Linked DNA regions of Mus musculus: all the other regions are linked to region 2. A link is a contact called in public promoter capture Hi-C data. All regions are on one chromosome and are shown on one strand. Each heading gives the region's core, a stretch centred on a gene start, on an enhancer-like site or on the middle of the called end of the contact. The rest is flanking DNA. Distances are from core to core; before and after follow the strand shown. Region 1 holds the start of Polr3a (polymerase (RNA) III (DNA directed) polypeptide A). Region 2 holds the start of Pxk (PX domain containing serine/threonine kinase). Region 3 holds the start of Mrps16 (mitochondrial ribosomal protein S16). Region 4 holds the start of Kcnk5 (potassium channel, subfamily K, member 5).

What was found. Promoter capture Hi-C pulls out the DNA fragments that hold promoters and counts their contacts.
Region 1: a promoter capture Hi-C map of pre-B cells shows a contact between it and region 2. The contact joins the promoter of Polr3a here to the promoter of Pxk in region 2. A contact is called at or near these places in 2 of 39 promoter capture datasets (cranial neural crest and pre-B cells).
Region 3: a promoter capture Hi-C map of pre-B cells shows a contact between it and region 2. The contact joins the promoter of Mrps16 here to the promoter of Pxk in region 2. A contact is called at or near these places in 3 of 39 promoter capture datasets (the C10 cell line, cranial neural crest and pre-B cells).
Region 4: a promoter capture Hi-C map of pre-B cells shows a contact between it and region 2. The contact joins the promoter of Kcnk5 here to the promoter of Pxk in region 2. A contact is called at or near these places in 3 of 39 promoter capture datasets (cranial neural crest, frontonasal cranial neural crest and pre-B cells).

What each region holds. Positions count from the first base shown.
Region 1 is chr14:24,485,643-24,488,342 of GRCm38.p6, reverse strand. Polr3a (polymerase (RNA) III (DNA directed) polypeptide A) reads left to right here and starts at 1,285. Exons shown (of 31, transcript NM_001081247.2): 1 at 1,285-1,470. The coding sequence starts at 1,427.
Region 2 is chr14:8,096,869-8,099,568 of GRCm38.p6, reverse strand. Pxk (PX domain containing serine/threonine kinase) reads right to left here and starts at 1,358. Exons shown (of 18, transcript NM_145458.4): 1 at 1,153-1,358. The coding sequence starts at 1,254.
Region 3 is chr14:20,392,297-20,394,996 of GRCm38.p6, reverse strand. It overlaps Mrps16 (mitochondrial ribosomal protein S16), which reads left to right and starts at 1,363. Exons shown (of 3, transcript NM_025440.3): 1 at 1,363-1,516. The coding sequence starts at 1,504. It overlaps Cfap70 (cilia and flagella associated protein 70), which reads left to right. Exons shown (of 29, transcript NM_029698.1): 27 at 1-83; 28 at 317-364; 29 at 596-807. The coding sequence ends at 676.
Region 4 is chr14:20,180,353-20,183,052 of GRCm38.p6, reverse strand. It overlaps Kcnk5 (potassium channel, subfamily K, member 5), which reads left to right and starts at 1,271. Exons shown (of 5, transcript NM_021542.4): 1 at 1,271-1,786. The coding sequence starts at 1,601.

The sequences.
Region 1 (2,700 bases), core at 36-2,535, about 16 Mb before region 2:
CTCATGCTAACCACCGGGATTTTCTGAGCTGGCCCCACTCCAGCCATATAAGTCCCTAAAACCTAGCAAGGCTTTGCTGCTGGGAGCTGTCTTCTACTGTTCTTAGTGGTGGCCTGGCAGTTGGTTTTGTTTTGTTTTGTTTTGTTTTGTTTTTGAGACAGGGTTTCTCTGTGTAGCCCTGGCTGTCCTGGAACTCACTCTGTAGACCAGGCTGGCCTCGAACTCAGAAATCCACCTGCCTCTGCCTCCCGAGTGCTGGAATTAAAGGCGTGCGCCACCACGCCCGGCTTCTGGCAGTTTTTAATAGACCGTTCTTTCTCTCCTTGGAGAGCTGAAGGGTTGGGTGGGTTTTTGTTGCATCTATTTACAAAACACACAATTCAAAACGAACCATACATATATATTACATATGCTGTGTAAGAATAAGCGTGTTTATATGTGTTTGTATATATGTTTGTACACAAGTATGTAAATAGATATGTAAATTTACTTATTTATACCAGGTGGGATGTAACTGAGCACTGAGAGTATGGAGACAGGATGGCAAATTCAGTACCCGTCGGGACTATATATGGAGAGCCTTTCTCAGGAAACAACAACAACAACAACAACACACACACACACACACACACACACACACACGCGCGCGCCGGTCCTTGTTTGATTTTTTTTTCTATTTGATGTAACTTTTTGACCTTGAGATTTAAAAAAAAAAAAACAAAACTGCGGGGCGTGGTGGCGCATGCCTTTAATCCCAGCACTCGGGAGGCAGAGGCAGGCAGATTTCTGAGTTTGAGGCCAGCCTGGTCTACAGAGCGAGTTCCAGGACAGCCAGGGCTGCACAGAGAAACCCTGCCTTGAAAAACAAAAAAACAAAAAAACAAAAAAACAAAAAACAAAAAACAAAAAACAAAAAAAAAAAACAAACAAAAAAAGCGGTCCATCCGTCTCTTCTGCTGTTTTTTTGTTTTTGTTTTTGTTTTTGAGACAGGGTTTCTCTGTGTAGCCCTGGCTGTCCTGGAACTCGCTCTGTAGACCAGGCTGGCCTCGAGCTCAGAAATCCGCCTGCCTCTGCCTCCCAAGTGCCGGGATTAAAGGCGTGCGCCACCACGCCCGGCCTCTTCTGCTGTTTTGAGAAACCCACCTGAAAAAGCCATTTTCCCCCACTGATCTGCGCGGCCTAGGTGCATTTTCGTGAAGGAGCCGCTAGATGGCGATCTAGAAGGAGGGCTCAAAGCAGCGTCTGCCAAGCCTCTCTTCATAAAGTCCGGCGGCGGAAGAGGAAGCGGCACGTGCGGCGCTCTACGGTGGCCGGGGAGGCTGCTGCAGCTTCCTTACTCCTAAATACCTAAGCACCCCGGGAAGGTGCGGCGACAGTGGTTTTTGTAGTCGCAGCTCCGAGAAGGGCGTCCGGCCAGCCGGCACCATGGTGAAGGAGCAGTTCCGCGAGACGGATGTGGCTAAGAAAATGTAAGGACGCCCCCGAAGGGGTGGGGGTGAGGTGGAGGCTGAGGTCCCGGGTCCCAGAGTGTCCCAGGAGAGGGACAGTTGTTAAGGGAGCGAAGAAAAAAGTTCCAGGATGGGATTTCAGATCCTGGGGTGGGGGGTGGGGGATCCGTGAGGTATAGCGGGGAAAGTGCAATGGACGGAACAGTGTCAGAACGGGCATTCTGGGCGAAGATGCCACCTCCTGAATCCCTGCGCTGATTACTCTCAGCGGACCTCTTCCTCTGGCACGAGGACACAGTTGTGTGCTGACTCAAGGTTGTCAGCTAGAAAGTGGCAGGCTCAGAAACCAAGCTGCTCTTCTGGGCTCTCTGTTTCAAAGCTTAATTATTAAGCCCTGGTTGTTTGATTTTTTTTTTTTTTGGCGGGGGGGGGGGAGGCTAAGGCGGATCTTTTTGCTTCTTCAACTTACATAAGAGAATGTACTGAGGACAGTGTTGTGCACTAAAGGTCCCGCAGAATGCAGTCTTTCTGCTTGGTCTGTTGTAGAGTAGACAAATCAGCCATGATTGTGGCAAATGCAACGACCAGCAGAGAGGAGACTGAGAGCACCAAGTAATGAATAAGTCTGGGCTCGGTGCAGACCAGGCTCCTTTTAAAACACGTACTGGAGGGACAAGGTAGACTGATAGACGTGAAGCAGGGGACTTACACTATGTGAGTCTTGCAAGGCGTGTCAGACTTTTGGAGTGTTTGGCCAGGACAGAGTTTGAGGCCATGGCAGGGATCTAGACTGGCAATGATGGTGACTTGAGCTGGGTCCAGGGCTCTGAGGTGGATGTGGGGACTTTGGAGAGAAGTGAACTTAAAGGGGCATAGGGCATAAAATGGAAGAGAGAAGCAGAGACAGAGGTAAGAAAAATGAGACTGGAGGAACTCTGTGTTACTGTTCACTGGGACAGGTGTCACCTGGGTGACCTCCGACTGTTCTCAGTCCACCATCTCAGTCCTTCACACGCACCCTATTCACATGAAAGGATCCTCACACAGCAGCCCAGGGATGCAGAGCCACAAGCCAATAGTTATGCCACTCAGGCCAAGGCAGGCAGTCAGGAGTTTGAAGCTAGCCCAAGCTACAGAGCAAGACCCTTCATTTCAGATGCAAACTAGATCTCTGTCACCTGGATCTTCCAGCAGCTCTTGGTAATGCTGACACTTGATTCCCTCCTAAATCCCAAGCCCTGGCCCCTGCAG
Region 2 (2,700 bases), core at 109-2,608:
CAAAGCTTGGAAGAGAGGAAATTACAGAACCATCCTGGTGTCCATACTGCCTAGGGTAATAGCTACGCAGGAAGGAAGGCTTTCTAGAGGAAGTGGTCTCTGAGCATCCATCTCTTTAGTATTAAATAGACCTAAAACACCCTATGAGGTTATAAGACTTACTTGCCAGTAATCCAGTCAAAAAACATAATTTGAAAGAATTATTATTACCTTCCATAAACATGGCCTTAAATACTCACTTTGCAACAAATTACAAGCGCAACAAACTCATAGATTTTTGGTGCCTTTCATAAGTTTCTACAATAGGACTTAGGATGTTACCTACCATTGGGAGAAAAAGTGCATTTTTTAAAAAAAGACAGTCATTTCTCTAAGTGAGAATAAATGCTTTCAACAATCCTGACCTACAAAGCAAGGCTGTCGGAGAGGTAACAGGGCTCTAAAAAGTCCTGCTTTAATACATCAGAATGAAAGATCTCTTTGACTAGCGAAGAATTTGAACATACACACACAGAAACAGAGATAAACACACAGGGAACGTCAGAAACAAGAGACAGAGACAGCGAGATGGAAAAAGAGACGGCGAGACAAAGAGACAGAGACACAGAAGGCTTTTGTGGGGCTTTAGCCTCCAGATGATGAACCCCCAAACACTGCTTGATAAACAAGACTCTGGGCTGGAATCTGATTTGCTGGCCTGACAAAACATTACAATCTCAGGAATCCCAATCCCACCCCCACCCCATTCATCATTTCCTCGATCAAGTCCTAGAGGCTACAAGCTCCCCGGTTTTTACTGGTTCCTAGGGTTTACTGCTTGTAAATTACAAGACATAGAGCACCTTTCCAAAAGGAAAAAGGGGGGGAAGTACCGGCAAATGAAAGCAAGCGTGGCTTTAAAGCCCCATAAAAGACTGCATGTGGCAGAAATGAACTCGCCTGTGCGTACTACGAGCACCGAGGGCTCCCCTAAGCCACTCCAGGGGGTCTGGGATGCGCGGGCACGCCGCCCCGGCCGCGGCCCGGCAGGAGGGAGGCAGCGGGCTCACACACCTGCCCGGCTCCGGTGCCCGCGCCCTGCCGCGCCGCGCCGCCGTCCGGCCTTCGCCCGGCCCCCGCCCTCGGCCCCGGCCTCCCGCCCCAGCCGCGCACCGTGTGCGACTGCAGACTCTGGCTCGCCTCGACGGCCGCTGTCAGCGGCACCGTGTCGTCCAGCAGCACCTTGCCAGCCGGCGGCTTCTCCATGAAGGCCATCCCGGGCCGCCGCCGCCGCTGCCTCTGAAGCCGGGGCAGGAACCGGAGGCGCCGAGCCCCGCCACCCGCCGCGTCCCGCCGCCGCTGCTGTCAACGCGCACCGCCCCGCGCCCCGCGCGCCGCCGCCGCCCGCGGGTCCTAGCGCCGGTCGTCTCTGCCTGCCGGCTGTCAACACCAGTCTGCCCGACCTCGCTGGGTCCTAGCGCCGTTCTTCACGGCAGGGTAGGTGACTGCTATCGTCGTCCCATGGTTGCAGTCAGAGGCATTATGTCCCTTGCTCTCTTGGCGCCTCCTCGCCCCCGCAGCGTATACTCAGTACTGTGAGCTCCTGGCCTCGGGCGAGGAGCACAAAACTAAACCATTACCACCACATCTCGCACTGCTTCTCTGGACTCTAACAGAACTGAGCTTTTCAGATGAACCGTTCAGAAACTCAGGCTGGTAGATTTGAGACCCTACTGCTCCTAATCACACTTTCCTGCCCAAGGACCTTAGGACTCAGGATATAACAAAAAACAACTTCAGGGTGGCTTCTCAGTCTGAGTTTATAGACCAAACTTTGTAAACCAAATCTGGATTCATGTTTTAAACCTGGATCTTCAGGAGAACCTAGGTGCCACACTCTCATAACTGGATCCCACGGGGTTTAGTTCCTAATCTTTAAACAATAAGCTTTAAGACAGAGGTGGAAAAATAAAATAAAATAACTGATGCAAAGATTTCCCTGCTTGTATGCTTGGTCCTAGCTCACAGTTGAGCTTTAAAGTCTTTGAAACCAAAGAACACTCAGATCTCTTAGACGGTGAGAATATTTGGTCGGTCCTAGAACAGGCTCCAAGAACCTCAAACTCAGAACTATCAAACTTGATGATCAACTTGTCAGTACCAAATCTACCCTGCTCACCTTAACCCAAGACCACAGCCTTCCAGGATAATAATGAAATTAAACTTAGATCAGATGACTAGGACCCTGTTGAGGGTCTGTGTGATCTTGAATAAGTCTCTCTCTCTCTTTCTCACACACACACACACACCACACACACCCTGAGACCTCACTCTTCCATTGGCAAAACTAAGTAAATGCCATGTAGAATGTGTAATAGGAATGCAATTGGACAGGAAGGAACTTTGCACATATTTAAAATCTCAAACAATATGCATTCCATCCTGACAATTCACAGAACAGAGATTTATTTCTGCTTGTTTCCACTGAATTTCTATTATTTTATTCATAGAAACCAAGCTTCTTTGTGCATCCATCACCACTGCGATGACATCATAGCAAAGGTCTAGATTGCTCTTGACGGTTATTCTCTTCAGAGTTCAGGCTTAGAGATTGCTGGGCAACCCCAAGGAGCCAAGTGACACCAGAGTGCCTTCAGGGGCCAATGCTCAGAGGAGACCTGGGGATCTTCTTAATTTAGCCCTAAATCAATGAGACCTCTT
Region 3 (2,700 bases), core at 114-2,613, about 12 Mb before region 2:
CTGAGGATGCTCTGTCTGAAGCCAACGCGTTGAATAACTGCAACGCCGAAGTGTGGGCCTATCTGGCTCTGGTCTGCCTGAAAGTGAGTGTTTCTTATTGTCCCTTCACAAGGCCCTCTCAGGGGTCAGGTGAAGGCCCAACTAAGAAAGAAAGGTAAGCTGGCTGTTAGCACACAGCAACTGAAGTTGGAAGAGTTCCAGATTTGTCTCTACTGATGACAAGGAGAATGTTCTGGGCGGTTCCTCCTTGAGATGGATGTGGTCAGTAACCTCCGATTCACATTTTACTAGGAAAGATGTTAATTGCTTCTTTCAGGTTGGACGACAACTGGAAGCAGAGCAGGCTTATAAGTACACAATAAAGGTATGCGACAGCTGATTGCCATTCTGAGAGTGTACAGACCATGAGAGCGCTCAGTGCCTGATGAATTCCCACCCAAGATCCAATACATTCCAATTCTTTGAGAGCTTCCATGGTGTCGAGAATACAGGAGAGGCCCATCCCGTCCCCACAAATCTGGAGCCTCTTAAATTAGGGGTCTTCAAAGTCACCTGGTGTGTTGGACATAACTTCTTCCCTGCCTTGTTTCTGCAGCTGAAACTGAAAGACCAGGCTCTACTTGAAGAAATCCACACTGTACAGGAAATGGTTGGTTTTGGAAATCCATCTTTCTGACAGCCTTACAAGTGGATATTTAATATGGAGCCCCAAGCACGTTTCCTTTCCAAACTGTCACCAGATGAAGCCTGCCCATCCCCACCCCTTTAGTTCACATTAAAAAAATATAAACCCCAAACTCAAAATTTATCATGTTTCTGGAGTCGTATGTATAGCACATTATATTTTATATGCTCTTATGTACATGTAGCTAATTAATAGCCACTATTTGTGGGTAGATATCTGGCATAATGGTGTGACTATTAGAATTACTTTTTAAAGTTTATCTGATCACCTTGTTGGTAAGATTCCCTGGAGGTGCACAATTGCCAAAGTTCTGGACCAATGTTACTGGGGCTTGGAAATTAAGGCAACATCTTCAAAGGTGGGACCAGAATACAACTGTGCTGTGTCACACACAGTTGACAGTGGGTAAGAGAACAGAGGATATTCCGGAGGCGGGGGAACCGTCGCAGGATGGAACGGCCTGCAAGGAACTCAGCACCGCCGCGGACAGGAAAGTCTCCCGCACGCCGCAGGCACTCAGCTGAAGACCGCCAGCAGCCCACGCCTACAGACACGCCTCTTCCGTAGCAGTCAAGGATCAGTCACCGGCGCCCTGTGGCACTCCCGGCGCTCGGTTGCCCTCCCGTGCGCATTGGAAGAGAAAGCGGAAGGGGCGGGCCGATCGGCCGGAGGCTTCCGCAGAGGGCTTTCCGGCTCTGGAGTGGTGCGGACGTCGCGTCGTGTGCCCGCCGGCCGCTTGGGGGCGCTCTTCCGGGCTTCAGGCTCTGTGCCGCGGGGCTGTGCAGCGGGACAGCTGGAGAGCCGCTCGCCCAGGCACCATGGTCCAGCTCAGTGAGTGCGCGGGGCTTCCGGGCGGGCGTGGGCTGCGGCGACCCGGGCTAGGCGCGGCCACATCGCCTTCCAGCGGAGCTTCGTCTCAGTCCGTCTCGCTTTTAGCAGTGGTCTCACTGGGTAGCTCTGGCTGGCCTGGAACTCGCAGCGTAAAGACGGGCTGGCTTCGAACTCCTTCCTAGACAGACCTTTGCCTCTGCCTCCCAAAGGCCCTGTGATTAGAGGCGTGCGCCACCGCGCCCAGCCTGTCTCAGTTTTTTACCACACATCGTAGAAATCGTTTTACAGATGAGGCACCTAAGGGTAAGACAAGGTCATGGCTTAGTAAATGGTGTTAGGGTCCGAGAATTTGGAAATAATCCAATATGAAAACCAAGTTTAAACCAGCAAGCTTATTTTAAAAGCTAATATTTCGGGGAGACGGCTGGGTTCGGGGTCCAAAACGTGACAGCGTGGGGCAAGACAGGACAACCTTTTAAAACATAAAAACCACAAATTGGATGGGCTAGGGACCACATGCATGGTTTTCCATACCTGTCATTTTAAGTGGGTTACTACCGGTCAAGTACCTCAGTTGGCTTTTTTTTTTTTTTAAACTTTTTATTAGGTATTTTCCTCATTTACATTATGCTATCCCAAAAGTCCCCCATACCCACCCCCCACTCCCCTACCCACCCACTCCCCCTTTTTGGCCCTGGCGTACCCCTGTACTGGGGCATATAAAGTTTGCAAGTCCAATGGGCCTCTCTTTCCAGTGATGGCCGACTAGGCCATCTTTTGATACATATGCAGCTAGAGACAAGAGCTCCTGGGTACTGGTTAGTTCATATTGTTGTTCCACCTATAGGGTCTCAGTTGGCTTCTTAACTTGGCCTGGATTGAGGCCAGCCAGTCAGAGCCTATATAGTGGCTGGTTGGTTTCAGTCCGGACTAGTTGCTAACCAACAAGGCATAGGGTGAGATATTGTGGCCTAAGTTCATATGGGGCGCCTGGGGCCAGAAGCCATTTCTGGGAATTCAGCTGTTTCTTAGAATTTATCTTAGTACAAAGTGGAGACTATTTACAAGATGGAGTCTCCAAGGGTAAAGTGGACCCCAACCTCGGCAGGACTGTGTTATGTGGATTTGGAAAAAAGGAGGTATGTCTGGTCTGGAGGGGTTAAGGAGGAGTTTCACCCACACGA
Region 4 (2,700 bases), core at 22-2,521, about 12 Mb before region 2:
AGCTTGGTTTACATAGCGAGGTCCAGGATAACCAGAGCTACACAGGGAGACCCTATCTAAATGATTGACTGATCAGCAGTGTGGAGCCATCCTTAGCTCTGCAGATGCAGCAAGATTTCAAGAGCCACAGACAACCTTCTTGCAACTCTCGGCCTGTGACGATTAATCACCCACAGAAGGAAAAGGCCCTGGGGAGGGGGTAGTGCCAGGGACTCTGGCCTCTGTTGCATCTGCTGCCACAGAGGTCAGGGGCAGGCTGTGGCTCTGGCACACAAGTCAGCACCCCTGACTTGAGACAGTGGAGGCTGCCCAAATGGCTCTGCCTAGCTTCCATTTCTTTCCTGGAAAGTAGATCTAACGACAAACCCCCGATTACGATACAAAAACATGTCGTCTGCCCAGGGTTTATAAATGCTCAGAGAAGCAAGCAGAGTGAGGAGTAACTCAGACGAGTTTTGACAGATGTATTCACATCTTCTGCCTATTATCAAGTATTTGTTTATTTTTGAGAGAAGGTTTTACTGTGTAGCCTGGCTGGCCTAGAACTCCCTATGTAGACAAAGTTGGTATACCTCTCTAGTTGGGACTAAATGTGCACACTACCACCACACCTGGTCTGAGTGTTTATCGCTATTAACAGGCCTGTGGATAAATGCATCACCGAGTGGAAAGCATTTCTAGTCTCTCCAGTAGATATTCCAGCTGGGGTGGGTAAGGGGGAAGTGGTGTTGTAATTTTAAGCAGGCTTGGGAGTAAGGAAGAGGTCCTTGTAATGTGGGTGTGGCTGTCTGTCGCCTCTCTCAGAAGTGTCGCGAACACAGATGACCTGGGATGGGTTCTTCACCCATTTGTGGTTGGGATTAATTCCCAGTAATCCTAATTCAGATCCAATCTCCTTACTCGGGTCAGATAAGTAAGTGTGTGAGCCCCAGGAATAATTGGGGAAACATCTGGATGTGATAGTAACACTGGCAATGTATTTCTGACCTCAGCAGTAAGGTGCATGACCGTTTTAGCGAATTATATCGATTTCTAATACGCAACTGGAGTCCCGCAGACCGCAAATCCCGCGACTGTGTGGCTCCTGGAAGTCTGGTGGGGCCATGAAGCCTTGGCCTGGAGCTTGGAGAACCCGGTGTTTGGTGTAATGACTTCAGGCGCGCTGGGCGGGGCCAGGGGCGGGTTCCGAATGGACTCCACCCCTTTCAGGGTCTGGCGCGAGCGGGCGGGCTGAGAGCTGCTTAAAGAGCCCTGCGGAGGCGCGCTGGGCGTACTGTCGCGCGCGCAGAGGCGGCACACGTGTCTGCTGGTGTGGGTCCTGAGTTTCACCCTACCCTTCAGGATCGAGAGATTGGGGTGGCCCCAACCCCCTTTTGATGTGCGCTCACCCTGGCCTGTGAGAACGTGATCCACGCAGTTCCCCGCGTTCAGGGAGCCAACTTGGCCAAGCAACTGTCCCGGGAGCGGCGCGCGGGGGTACCGGGCACTGCGCATGCGGAGCTCCAAATTCAAACAGCTGTGTCCAGGGCTGCAGGACGAGTGAACCCGGAGCTGCTGGAATTAGGGGACTCTTTCTCCAGGAGGTGGCCATTCCAGAGTCATGGTGGACCGGGGTCCTTTACTCACCTCGGCCATCATATTCTACCTGGCCATCGGGGCAGCGATCTTCGAAGTGCTGGAGGAGCCACACTGGAAGGAGGCCAAGAAAAACTACTATACACAGAAACTGCATCTACTCAAGGAGTTTCCGTGCCTGAGTCAGGAGGGACTGGACAAGATCCTACAGGTGAGCCGTCGGTCGCCAGAATCCTCCACATGCATCTGAAGCTGTTGGGACTATAGCGGTATTGAAGGGGATACTCCCTCCTACAGTTTAAGACGACCCCCCACCCCCCAGTCCCAACCAGAAGTCCCTGGGTGGCGGGAGAAAATGCCTCATCAGGTGTCAGGTCGCAAAGATCTGTGTCTTTCGTCTAGGGACAGGGAGATTCCCCCACGCGCGCAGACTTGGTCAGTACCTAGTAAGTTCCGAGAGAACTTGGGGTTGACTCCAGGATGAACTGGGCCCCGCGGTGGCTTAGTGTGGGTGTGCGGGTGCCTCCCTCTTTGGAGGGAGGCTGTGGGGCGGATAAAGGAGTTTATCTTTCCTTGGAGACGCTCCCGGAGTCCGGGAGCAGAGCCGGGTGCCACCCCTCGCGTCACCACCTCCCGCTCCAGGGCCGTTGCCGCGCCCGCTCGACCTTTCTAAACTTGAATACAGCAGAGGGCCCCCAGACCTGGTGTGAGCAAAAACACACCCGCCAGTTGCTGCACTTTGAGTGGGGCAGGGAGCTCGGACATATCCTAAGTGCCTCGGAGGAAGGTCTGTGGCTGGAATGTTCGGGACGGTCCCAGGCTTCCATGAAGTCTTAGCAAGCTGAGCCATCCCTCAAGGACTCGGAATTAAGCTTTGTCAAAACAGCAGGTTGCACAAACGAACACCCAAATTCAGGTAGTGCCCTTTTAGGGAGCGAGGATAGTGTGGGTGAGGGGATGTTTCCCTGATGTTAGCTTGTGGAGTCACTTATCTGAGAATGCACACACCCAGTAGACCATTGACCTCACCATGGTAAACTTGGCTGACCATCTCAACTGGAACCTTGAGCCAACTTAGGGTCAGAGGTTCTTCTCTGTTTCTTGAGGGCTCAGCCCCAAGCATCC